Linked DNA regions of Mus musculus: region 1 is linked to region 2. A link is a contact called in public Hi-C data. All regions are on one chromosome and are shown on one strand. The core of a region is the stretch at or near the end of the contact, and the rest is flanking DNA. Distances in the headings are between cores, read along the strand shown. Region 1 has its middle 23 kb from the start of Aadac. Region 2 holds the start of Aadacl2 (arylacetamide deacetylase like 2).

Region 1 (5,235 bases), core at 317-2,816, 47 kb after region 2:
GTCTCTGATACTTTCTAAAGGGTCTCCTCACCTCCACCTGCCCCACGTTGCATATTTCCATTCATTCTGCTGGCCCTCAGGGCTTCTCTCCTGTATTCCTCCCCCATTCATGATCACGCCTCTCCTTTTCTTGCCCCCTCACCACTCCCACCTAGGTCCCTCCCTCTCTCTGGACCCATGATTATTTTCTCCCCCCTCCCAAGTGGGACTGAAGCATCCTTACATGAACACTTCTATTTGTTAACCTTCTTGAGTTCTGCAGATTAAAGTCTAGGTGTTCTGTAGTTTTTAGGCTAATATCTACTTATTAGTGAGAATATACCATGCATGTCCTTTCAAGTCTGAGTTACTTTACTCAGGATGATATTTTCTAGTTACATCCCTCTGCCTGTAAAACTTGCCTTGGAATGTTGAAGTTTATTTGCGTTCTCTCTCTCTCTCTCTCTCTCTCTCTCTCTCTCTCTCTCTCTCTCTCTCTCTGTGTGTGTGTGTGTGTGTGTGTGTGTGTGTGTGTACTAGAGATTGAACTCAAGAACTTGCAAGTACTAAACAAGTGGTTTATACTGAACAATTTTCCGCCCAATTTTAACTATTCCTTAATTACAAAAGTTTAAGGGGAAAGATAGGAAGAAATTCTAGTCAAATCAATTCTTTAAACATGTATATTAGTAAACAACATATTAACTAAAATAAATAAACAACAACAAAACCCTTTATGTTATGTTCCATACAAAATAAGTACTAGAATAAAATCTTGAAAAATGAATTGCAAGAAAGGTAGAGCTAACACACATTATGTTTTTCTAAAACAGAGCTTGTTGTAATAAACTGTAAAAATGTACTAATTGAAATATTTTATATCACAGTTAATTTGAGAAAGACCACAAGAACTAGACAAATATAGGTGAGCTATGATGTGCTCTGGTTATCTACCCACTACTCTCAGATGATCTTGTCATTCTTTCTACTAAGAAAATTACTTCATTTATTGAATGTATACATAGTCCCAGGCTTAGCTCAGGGTATGCTAACCACCCCAGCCTGGTTAATTAGTGACCTGGACACTCATCTTCTTTTAAAGTTTTCATACTCCCAGAAAACCTAACGTAGTCCATGCAGATTGTAGTCCAGAGAAGTGACTGCCTGTGGTCCCTGATGAACACTTCTTTACCCTTCTAGTTCTGACCAGATGTGACACTATTCCTAGGGAGATGTAAACAAATGTCTACTCACTCCAGATAGGGAACCAAAGGTAAGGCAGTGTACACACATGATAAAATTCAACTTCCTTTGTGAACCAACGAATATTTTTAAGAGCTGCTTACAGGAACATAGGTGAGAGGTTCCTTGCAAAAGTAGAAATGCCACAAGGGCAGTTACATCACTGGAGCCTACCCCAGTGTGGTTGACAGTGAGTGGACTAAGGTTGGGAACCTAAAGCTTTCTGAAACCTACAGGCACCCCAGCATGCAAAGCATTCTTTCCAAGTAACTCAGCTGACCTGGGGTTTCAGGAAAAGTAGCTAATCTTGCCTCTTCCAACCTGTTCTACTGCTCTCAACTGCTCTCAGTCAACTCAGACTTCTCTCACAGTGACTCCTTATTGCTTACTCATGGGTGGGAGGGAGAGATCCTAAGCTTAGGGAGTTTCTCTTTAGGATGGGATGTTTTATTTAACCTCAGGAATTCTGTTGTTTTACCTCCCCGAAAACAGCCTGTCTTAAAATACAATGTTGATCTCCCCTTTAACATTTTGTGTTTTATGAGCTTTCCTATGAGATGGAAAGTTTTCATTAAAGAAACTGTGACACAATACCCAGGTATTGTGTACTTGCCCAGGCAGACCCAGGGAGGAGTCTCACATTCACGCCCTTTCTTGGTTGCCACTGAGCTAGAATCACATCCAACACTCCAATCAAAAACTCAATTTGGAAACTCTGGAGGACTGACATACAAGCTCTTCATACTTTATCTAAAATCAACCATGCTTGAGCAATAGCAAAAACAGAGCCAAACTTTCACTCAACAAAGCGGCATAATATCTTGTATCAGACACACAATGAAAAAGTCTACAAGACCAGAGCACTCAACAAAACCAAAATCAAAGTGAATGGCTAAAACAATATGATGCCCCTCAATTGAGTCCTGTAGACATGTTCTCCAGGAATAACTACCCAGACAAACCTCAGGATATGAGTTTAAAAGTACAATCATAAACATAATCAACAGTTTAAAAAGAACATGAAAAAGAATGTCAGCAATGTAAAGAGTGTGGTAATTAAATCCCAAGTGAAATGTAAACAAATAAAAATAGAAGTCTGCCTGAGCCTAGACTATTTGTGCCATATGTGTCATCCAGAGCCAGCCAACACTGCACATCCTACACATCAGCCAAGATTGTTAAACTCTTTATGTACTATTCCCAATATACAGGATTGGCACTGACTGTACATCTTTCATATCAGTCTGAAATACAAACTCTGCTTGGCCCTAGTCACCTATCTTATGCACCAGCTCAACCTACTGAGATTACTTGTATCTAGCTCACTCATGGCATATCTAAATTCCAGGATTAGCCTAATTGCACATCCTGTGTGCTTGTTCAGTCTTGTGAATTTCCATAGGTCTAGCCCACCTGAACCATAGCCAACTGCCAAGCCTAACCTAAAATGTACATTTGTGTGGGGCCCTCAGTTGCCTCTCTGGCCTTTGCTCTGTGTAATGGTAACCAGATTTGGATACAGAGGTATCTTTTAGATCTCACAGAAATTTTAGTGCTGTAATTTTCAGTTTTAGGTCTTACATACTAGAAAAGTCAGAAATACATAGTAAGTGTATTGTGGCATAGGAGGAGGGATATCCTCATGGGCATACAACTCTAAGTCTTGCTCCAGCACTAAGAAATCAGCCACCAACAAGCTTGAGTATTAGGCGCTTGTGCCTCTGCCTGCCACCATTTAGGAACATAACACAGGTTCATGTACAAGAATCTGAAAAGCAATTATTATTTTTTTATGTTTGAAAAAATGTATTAAAACTTTATTATACACACTGGTTCTGGTTAGTTTTAATGTCATTATTTACTTGCAAGATCTTTATAATAAAGGTTATAAGGCTTTTATATAAAGAACTTGAAAATGAAAATCCAAGAAAAAAAGCTACAGCAATAGAAACCAGACCTAAATTCTACACATCTCAATGAATTTCTATACAGTGGGAATTAAGAAAAAATTAAAGACCCCGAAACAACAAAGTGGCCCATCTATTTTTAACTTATCTATCTGCTACTCTGCCAAAAGTCATTTTCTGCAATAGATTTTATAGAATGGTTTTTCCTGTTTTACTTTTCTTTCTGATCTCAGGAACCCTGAAGGTTTTAGAAGAGTGTATACTATTTAAGACTCTAGCTATTTCATCAGAGAGCTCAATGATGCTGTAAAGTTCACATTAAGAAAAAAAAAAAGGAATAATTTCCAGTGAAGAAAACTGCTGTAATTTTAGGGGACAGAGATGGGATGTGCTTAAATGTCCTTTATGTGAAGAGTCACTAGTAGATTGCTTTCACTTGTTTTCCCTCATGTTAACTTGTCATAATTCAAAACATGACCTGCTTCTAGGGGGAGTTAATGGTTTTGAGATGCTGAGTTTTGCCAAGCCTCTGATGATACACCCCTATCCTAGGGAATCTTTAGCAAGAAAGACAAAGCTTTCTGCCAAGAGTTTGAAATAAAACACTCAAGTATATGGCCTATACACAGTGCAACACGCTCCCCGCCCTCCGAGGTCATATTAATGGAAGACTTTATAGAAATCTTGTAGAGTAGTTCCAGTGCTCCTTTCAGAGAAGGCGAGACTGTGGACAGGTGAGGACCGATGCGTAGGAAACCACTTTTTGTGAGCATCCTATACGCATAGTTCTTAGTCTCCAATGGGTGTTTATTTCTTTTGGGGAGGGGATTTTAAAACAAAACAAAAGGAAAAGAAAACTAAAACCTACCTAATCCAAGCCCCTATAAGCACAGAAGCCCAGTGGGTTTCATTTTCCCACAGCCCCAAGACAGTACAGAATCTAGACTTAATTACTTTAACAGAGGATTTATTTATTTTTTTAATTTTGAATGTGGCATTGGTGGTATAATATACTTATATATTTGTCTTAATCCTATTTGTTCATTTGCTTATTTTTCACTAGACCTCAATTCACAGTTTTCTTCCACTTTCTTTTGGTGGAATATACTATATCTAGTCATATACTCTGCATTAAAGTATTAGAAACCAGAAGATCTGGCGTTTTACATTTTATACTGTTATGTCATTATAATCAAAACTTTTACCAGGGCCTTGAACACGTTTCCTATTCCTAGAAAGTAAATAAATTTATATAAAGAAAGACATTCTATGAGACTGTATATTATTTAGAGAATTAGTTCACTTCTTCTGCCCCCTTGTGGTCCCCAAAGGCTGTTGCCCAACGTAAGCTGAAATGCAGTTAGTCTTAGAATACATACCTAATAATTCTATGTTTGTGTGTTTCAATATGAATATTGAAACATTTGCTCATTTGAGAAAATATTTCAAATTATAAATATCTCCAAATGTCCTCTGCATGGAGATTTATATAATTCTTACATCTTAAGATGTAAGATTTATCTTAAATGAGATAAATAAAATAATGAACACAAACTGGTGCCAATACAACTTCCTCTATTCACAAATGTTCTTTAGCTCCTAATAAGAAAAAAAGGCAGGTAGACTTGAGTGTAGCTTTTTGTCTTCCTCTTTTCTCTTTATTGTTTCTTTTACTTTTTGTGATTAGAAGAACATCATTTCTCTTTTCTCTTTCCAAGTCCTTTCATATTTATATACATTTCTTTCTCTCTTTCAAATTCGGGGCCAAGTTTTCATTAGCTCTTACAAATTGTGTATGTGTGTGTATGTGTGTGGGTGCGGGTGTCCCAAAATATAGCCTGCTCAATCTGTATAATGATACTTGTACATATGTTTTCAAAGCTGACCTTTAGCTCACTCTTCCCTGGAGGAAACTAATTCTATCCCCATCACCCCTCCTTAGTTACTGGTAGCTCTAGTACCTTCAGGGCTACATGCCTAAAGGCTCACTAACATGGCTGCCTAGGCATGAGCTGAACAAGCACAACAGTAGATAAAACAACATAGAGGAAAGACCACAAATCCTCAACATTAATTATGCTCTGTAGAGTTTAAAACTGTTCCTTTA
Region 2 (5,290 bases), core at 833-3,332:
TAGCTATGTACCCCATTTGTAATAGGGTTACTTGTTTGTCTGGAGTCTAACTTCTTGAGTTCTTTGTATATATTGGATATTAGCCCTCTATCAGATGTAGGATTGATAAAGATCTTTTCCCAAATCTGTTGGTTGCCTTTTTGTCTTATTGATAGTGTTCTTAGCCTTACAGAAGCTTCGATGAGGTCCCATTTGTTGATTCTTGTTCTTACAGTAGAAGCCATTGGTGTTCTGTTCAGGAATTTTTCCCTTGAGCCCATATGTTTGAGGCTCTTCCACACTTTCTCCTCTATAAGTTTCAGTGTATCTGCAGGCTTATTTATAATAGCCAGAAGTGGAAAGAACTCAGATGCCCCTCAACAGAGGAATGGATACAGAAAATGTGGTACATTTACACAATGGAGTACTGCTCAGTTATTAAAAACAATGAATTTATGAAATTCTTAGGCAAATGGATGGATCTGGAGGATATCATCCTGAGTGAGGTAACCCAATCAGGCTCCTGTCAGCAGGCTCTTGTTGGAATCTGCCTAGTGTCTGGATTTGATGGTTGTTTATGAGGTGTATCTCCAAGTGGGGTAGTCTCTGGATGCTCATTCCTTCAGGCTCTGCTCTGAACTGTCTTTGTAACTCCTTCCATGGGTATTTTGTTCCCCCTTCTAAGAAGGATCAAAGTACCCATAATTTGGTCTTCCTTCTTCTTGAGTTTCATGTGTTTTGTAAATTGTATCTTGGGTATTCTAAGTTTCTGGGCTAATATCCACTTATCAGTGAATGTACATCATGTGTGTTCTTTTGTGATTGGGTTAACTCACTTAGGATGATATCCTCCAGATACATCCATTTGCCTACAAATTTCACAAATTCATTGTTTTTAATAGCTGAGTAGTACTCCATTGTGTAAATGTACCCCATTTTCTGTATCCATTCTTCTATTGAGGGACATCTGCATTCTTTCCAGCTTCTGGCTATTATAAATAAGGCTGCTATGAACATAGTGGATCATGTGTCTTTGTTACAAGTTAGAGACCAAAACACAGAAGCACGAAATCCAATGGTAGAAAAAATAGAGTTCTTATGAAATTTGCCAAATGAAGGATAAGTAAGCCAAGGTAATTTATTCAAGGATTCTAGGAAAAGAGGAACAATATACTTCACAGGGGCAACAGTAATAAAGTATCATCAGGTACATTGTCTTTCAATTAGCCAATGGGTAGGAAAGGAGAGGGAAGGAAGAAAATATGGAAGAAATACTTGAAGTTTAAGGGAGTACCTATGCAGGGTTTTTTTGAGATTGGGTGAGATTCAAGTAGAATTTAAAATTAATCATAGGGTCCTAAGAATTATTAGGGGTTTTACCAGGCTCAAGAGCAACTGCAGTTAAAAACAAGAACTGAGTGGACATATTTTCAAATACATGTATGACAAGCCCAGGACAAGGACAGAAGATGGAAGCAGATTAACATTTATATGATTAGACCTACAACAAGGTTTGCTCAAGAAGAGAGAAAAAGTGTGTCTTCTACTCATACTATGAGTGCATCTGATGATATCCAGTCACATCTGTGAGCCTCGCTACCAACTCAAACATCATTCCCTTCAGGAAACACCCTTGCAGGCACACCCAGAAACAATATTTCACTAACACCAAGCAGCTAAACTAAACTGTGGTGACTCATGAATTTCAATCATCGTATAATGCAGCTTTCTAAAAGTCAGACTGCTAAAATACTTGTTCTGAACTTTCTGGTAATTCTGGTCTAGGCTTAAAATTACAGCTTGCTGCATGATAGAAATTGAACAAGTCTCCACACACCCTATCTTTCATTTTAAAGCTTAGTCTACTCTAGGCATGATTTGTTAACATAGGTAATTATAGCGATGATATTAGCATATATTTTAACTGGATATCAAATAACTTACTATAAATCTGTTAGAAAATATTGAAACTACAAAAAAATTACTTCAAAAATTATCCAGTGCTTACATTTGGATTCTGATTTCCTAAAGCTATTTTATGCTGACATTAATATCACAGAATGAAGAAACACTGCAGGAAATTTAAATTACATGTTAATTTAGTGGGTACCACACCTGATGAATTTCAACATCTACTTCCCAGTCTGTCCATTTGCAGAACAAGTTAGAAATGATATTGCTTAATTCAAAATGACTGTTTGAAATAAGAATCAGATTCCCATTGTGGAATAGTTGTATTTACCTGAGACGGTTCCCAGTCTGTACTCATTCTGTGGCTTTTTATTCAGTTGTTTATGGAAATATTTTAATGTCTGCACTGGGAAGAGTTTAGGATACTATGGGATTCAAAGCTCTCTGTTTTGGACTGCTTTGTGTTAGCTTTTTATCTTGTATTTATACACCCGTGCCTGACAACATTGAAGAAACCTGGAAAGTAATGGCTTTGGATACAGTTGCTAAAACTTGTTCCCTTATGGTAAGAAGAATATATTTTTTTCTATTAGTAAGAACGAATGTTTTTGAATATTTTTATAATACTATTGATATATTTCTGAAAGAAAACATTTTTAAAATAATGTTAATATGATTTTCACTCAAGTTCTAAGAAAACACTGGTTTCATAACCATGTTTTTATCTTCTATAAAGATATCAATTATTATAACAGTACTTGCTTGGTAACAAATTAGAAATTTTGTTATTTCCTTGGCTTCTGTTGTCTGCCTCCAATTCTAAATTGCTGGAATTCTAAGGTTATCTTAGAATATACAGAGTGGATATACTGCTGTAATTGTTCCAGAATAGTTAGAAACTGACACTTTTGATGCTGTAATATATATGCTTTCTTTGCATATACATGGATCTCCTCTCGCTATCCACTCTTTTCTAAATGTATAGTTTATATGAGAGGAAATATATATTCATAAGAGTGCATACAGAGAGAGTAGCAGCTTAAATTTGAGCCCCAGGCTGCATTATTTATCTGTGTTCTTTATGTGCAAAGTGGGTACCTTGCAGAAAGTGGGTACATTTTGACAGTTCTAACAGTTGGAGCCTGAAAAGCTAAGCTAGCAGAATTAATAGATGATCAGAAGTTACAGCAGTCCAAGGTTTAAAAGATGCACAGTTCCATGACAACTAAAACTAAAGTTCTTTATAAATTTCTGAGTATCTGTGTCTTTCACCCACAGTTCTCTTTTTCAAATGTTCTGATTACTTGATCAAGGGAATGAATACAGGAACCAGCCCATGTCAATTCTCTTGTGATTATTTCATATGTATTTAATGAGAAATAGCCATGCTTTCATCAATATCACAATATCACCTATCAGAACATCTCACTCTAATATGATGCTGTTACTTTGTCAGCTTCACATATTTCTAATAATCATGTATATATCATTAACATACACACCTTATGTATTTGAAATTATGAATTATTATCCTGTACTTCTGCAACTATAATAGTCAAAAGGAAAATGTAATTAAGAGTTTATCCCAGGAAATTTGAAAATCTTTGATAATTTTAGCACTGAGTCCTACAATTTAGATTGCAAAGACAATAAATATTCTTGCTTTTTATTGTATTAAAGTAAAAATAATAAAGTTCTTTATTATATAGCCTTTTATAAAATCAGTACATTATTTTGTAATCATATGTTGTTTTGAAAGAGTTGTAAAATATCCACACATAACCATGAGAATCTTCCTTGACTCTGCATTGTACCCATTAACATAAAAGTGAGGGTACTAATTTAACATTTGTGTGAATTGTTCTGTGTAATAATGGTCAGGCATTTAAGAAGAACATGTGATAATTGCTACATAGATAGTTTTCAATATAGTCTTAAAATGCTTAAGTATCATTTTAAATCCAGAAAACATTGACATAAACTAAATAAGACCATTTCCTAAAAATAAAATTTTCAAGAGCAAATTCATTAAATGAAAATTATCTGAATATATTGATATCTCATGCACTCATATTAACAGGTCATATCTTTTTATATTTAATTAGTTAGAAAATACTTAAGAACTTTTGTTACATTTCAAAATTAATCAATTAACTAGTTTGTGTGTGTGTGTGTGTGTGTCTGTGTGTGTGTGTGTGTGTGTGTGTGTGTGTGTGTGTGTGTGTGTGTGTGTGTTTTGGAGGGAAGGTTCATGCCAAAACATGTGTAGTGGTCAAAGGACATCATACAAGGGGCAGTTCTTCTCTTCTAGAAGGTGGATCTTAGAAATGCTCCTGGTTGGAGACAGGTACCTCTACCTATTGAGACATCTTACTTGCACCTCTAGAATGTGTAATTAAAGAGTTTAAATAATTAGGCAATATTTATTGATTGTTGGAATGAACTTCACTCTTCTATATACACCAAAAATATTCATTTATTTATACTGTACTAGAACTCAGCAATAACTTTATTCCTGGTATTATCTTTGCATGGGTTTGTACACAATAATGTCAGTGTACATTGATCAGTAGCTTTCTAATTTTTATTATACTTTATTATGTAAGACAATTTTTAAATTCAAACATATTTTGATAACATATTCCCTTCCCTCAACTCCTTCTATATTTTCTCCTCCTCCCTACACACAGAATAATTTCTTTTTATGAAACAAACTCAAAACTGAATACAACAACAAACCCCCTAAAAACCTTGAAAAAATTTAATAACAACCAAAAAGTAAAAATAAGACAGAACAAAAACACCACTAAAGTGTAACCATATAAAAGCACACTAAATGGACAGAATTCATTATGTGGTCGTCAACTACTCCTCAGTTTGAGCCTTGCTCTGGGGTAGTTGATATATGGAGAAAACTTATTCTTTATGCCTGTAGGCTTAAGTGGTAGTTCAGTCATTAACCTTTACCATAGTTGGTAGGCTTTAATTAATTAATTAATTCATTCATTTAAATATATATATAACAAAATAAATATAATAAGATAAAAAAAATCACATCAAAGTTGGATAAGACAAATCAACAGAGGAAAAAGAACCAATGAGAAGAAACAAGAGTCAGAGATCTGGCCAGTTGCACAGTCTTAAATCCCTTAAAATAAAACTAAACTACAAGCTGTTATATAAGCCCAGAGGATATGGTACAAGCATGCTGCTTCAGACTCTGCAGACAGTGCTTATGTGTGTGAATAAATTTGACAGGTATGGCTGCAATTTCTCAGTGCATTTCTCTCATCAAAATATGGAGAATAGTTGTACATACCTTACCTTGTAATACATGCAGTTATAAAAGCTATTCAAGTACTATTGGCTCTGGAAGTTTAAAGATATATTTCTTGAATAA

The links. Hi-C and Micro-C count contacts between places; a contact is called where the count stands out from the background.
Region 1: a contact with region 2 is called in a Hi-C map of epidermal suprabasal cells, with 4 times the contacts expected there. The contact joins the enhancer-like site here to the promoter of Aadacl2 in region 2. A contact is called at or near these places in 1 of 39 promoter capture datasets (macrophages), 2 of 484 Hi-C or Micro-C datasets (epidermal suprabasal cells and nephron progenitors) and 1 of 9 other capture datasets (pancreatic islet).

The regions. Positions count from the first base shown.
Region 1 is chr3:60,052,200-60,057,434 of GRCm38.p6, forward strand. No RefSeq gene overlaps it. Among named protein-coding and RNA genes, the nearest start is that of Aadac, 23 kb to the left of the region's middle. Within about 2 kb of position 1,567, at least 16 of the 459 cell types and tissues checked have an H3K27ac peak or open chromatin away from gene starts, as enhancers often do. A contact at or near this core is called in epidermal suprabasal cells, where this site is marked.
Region 2 is chr3:60,004,661-60,009,950 of GRCm38.p6, forward strand. Aadacl2 (arylacetamide deacetylase like 2) reads left to right here and starts at 2,083. Exons shown (of 5, transcript NM_001128091.1): 1 at 2,083-2,455. The coding sequence starts at 2,318.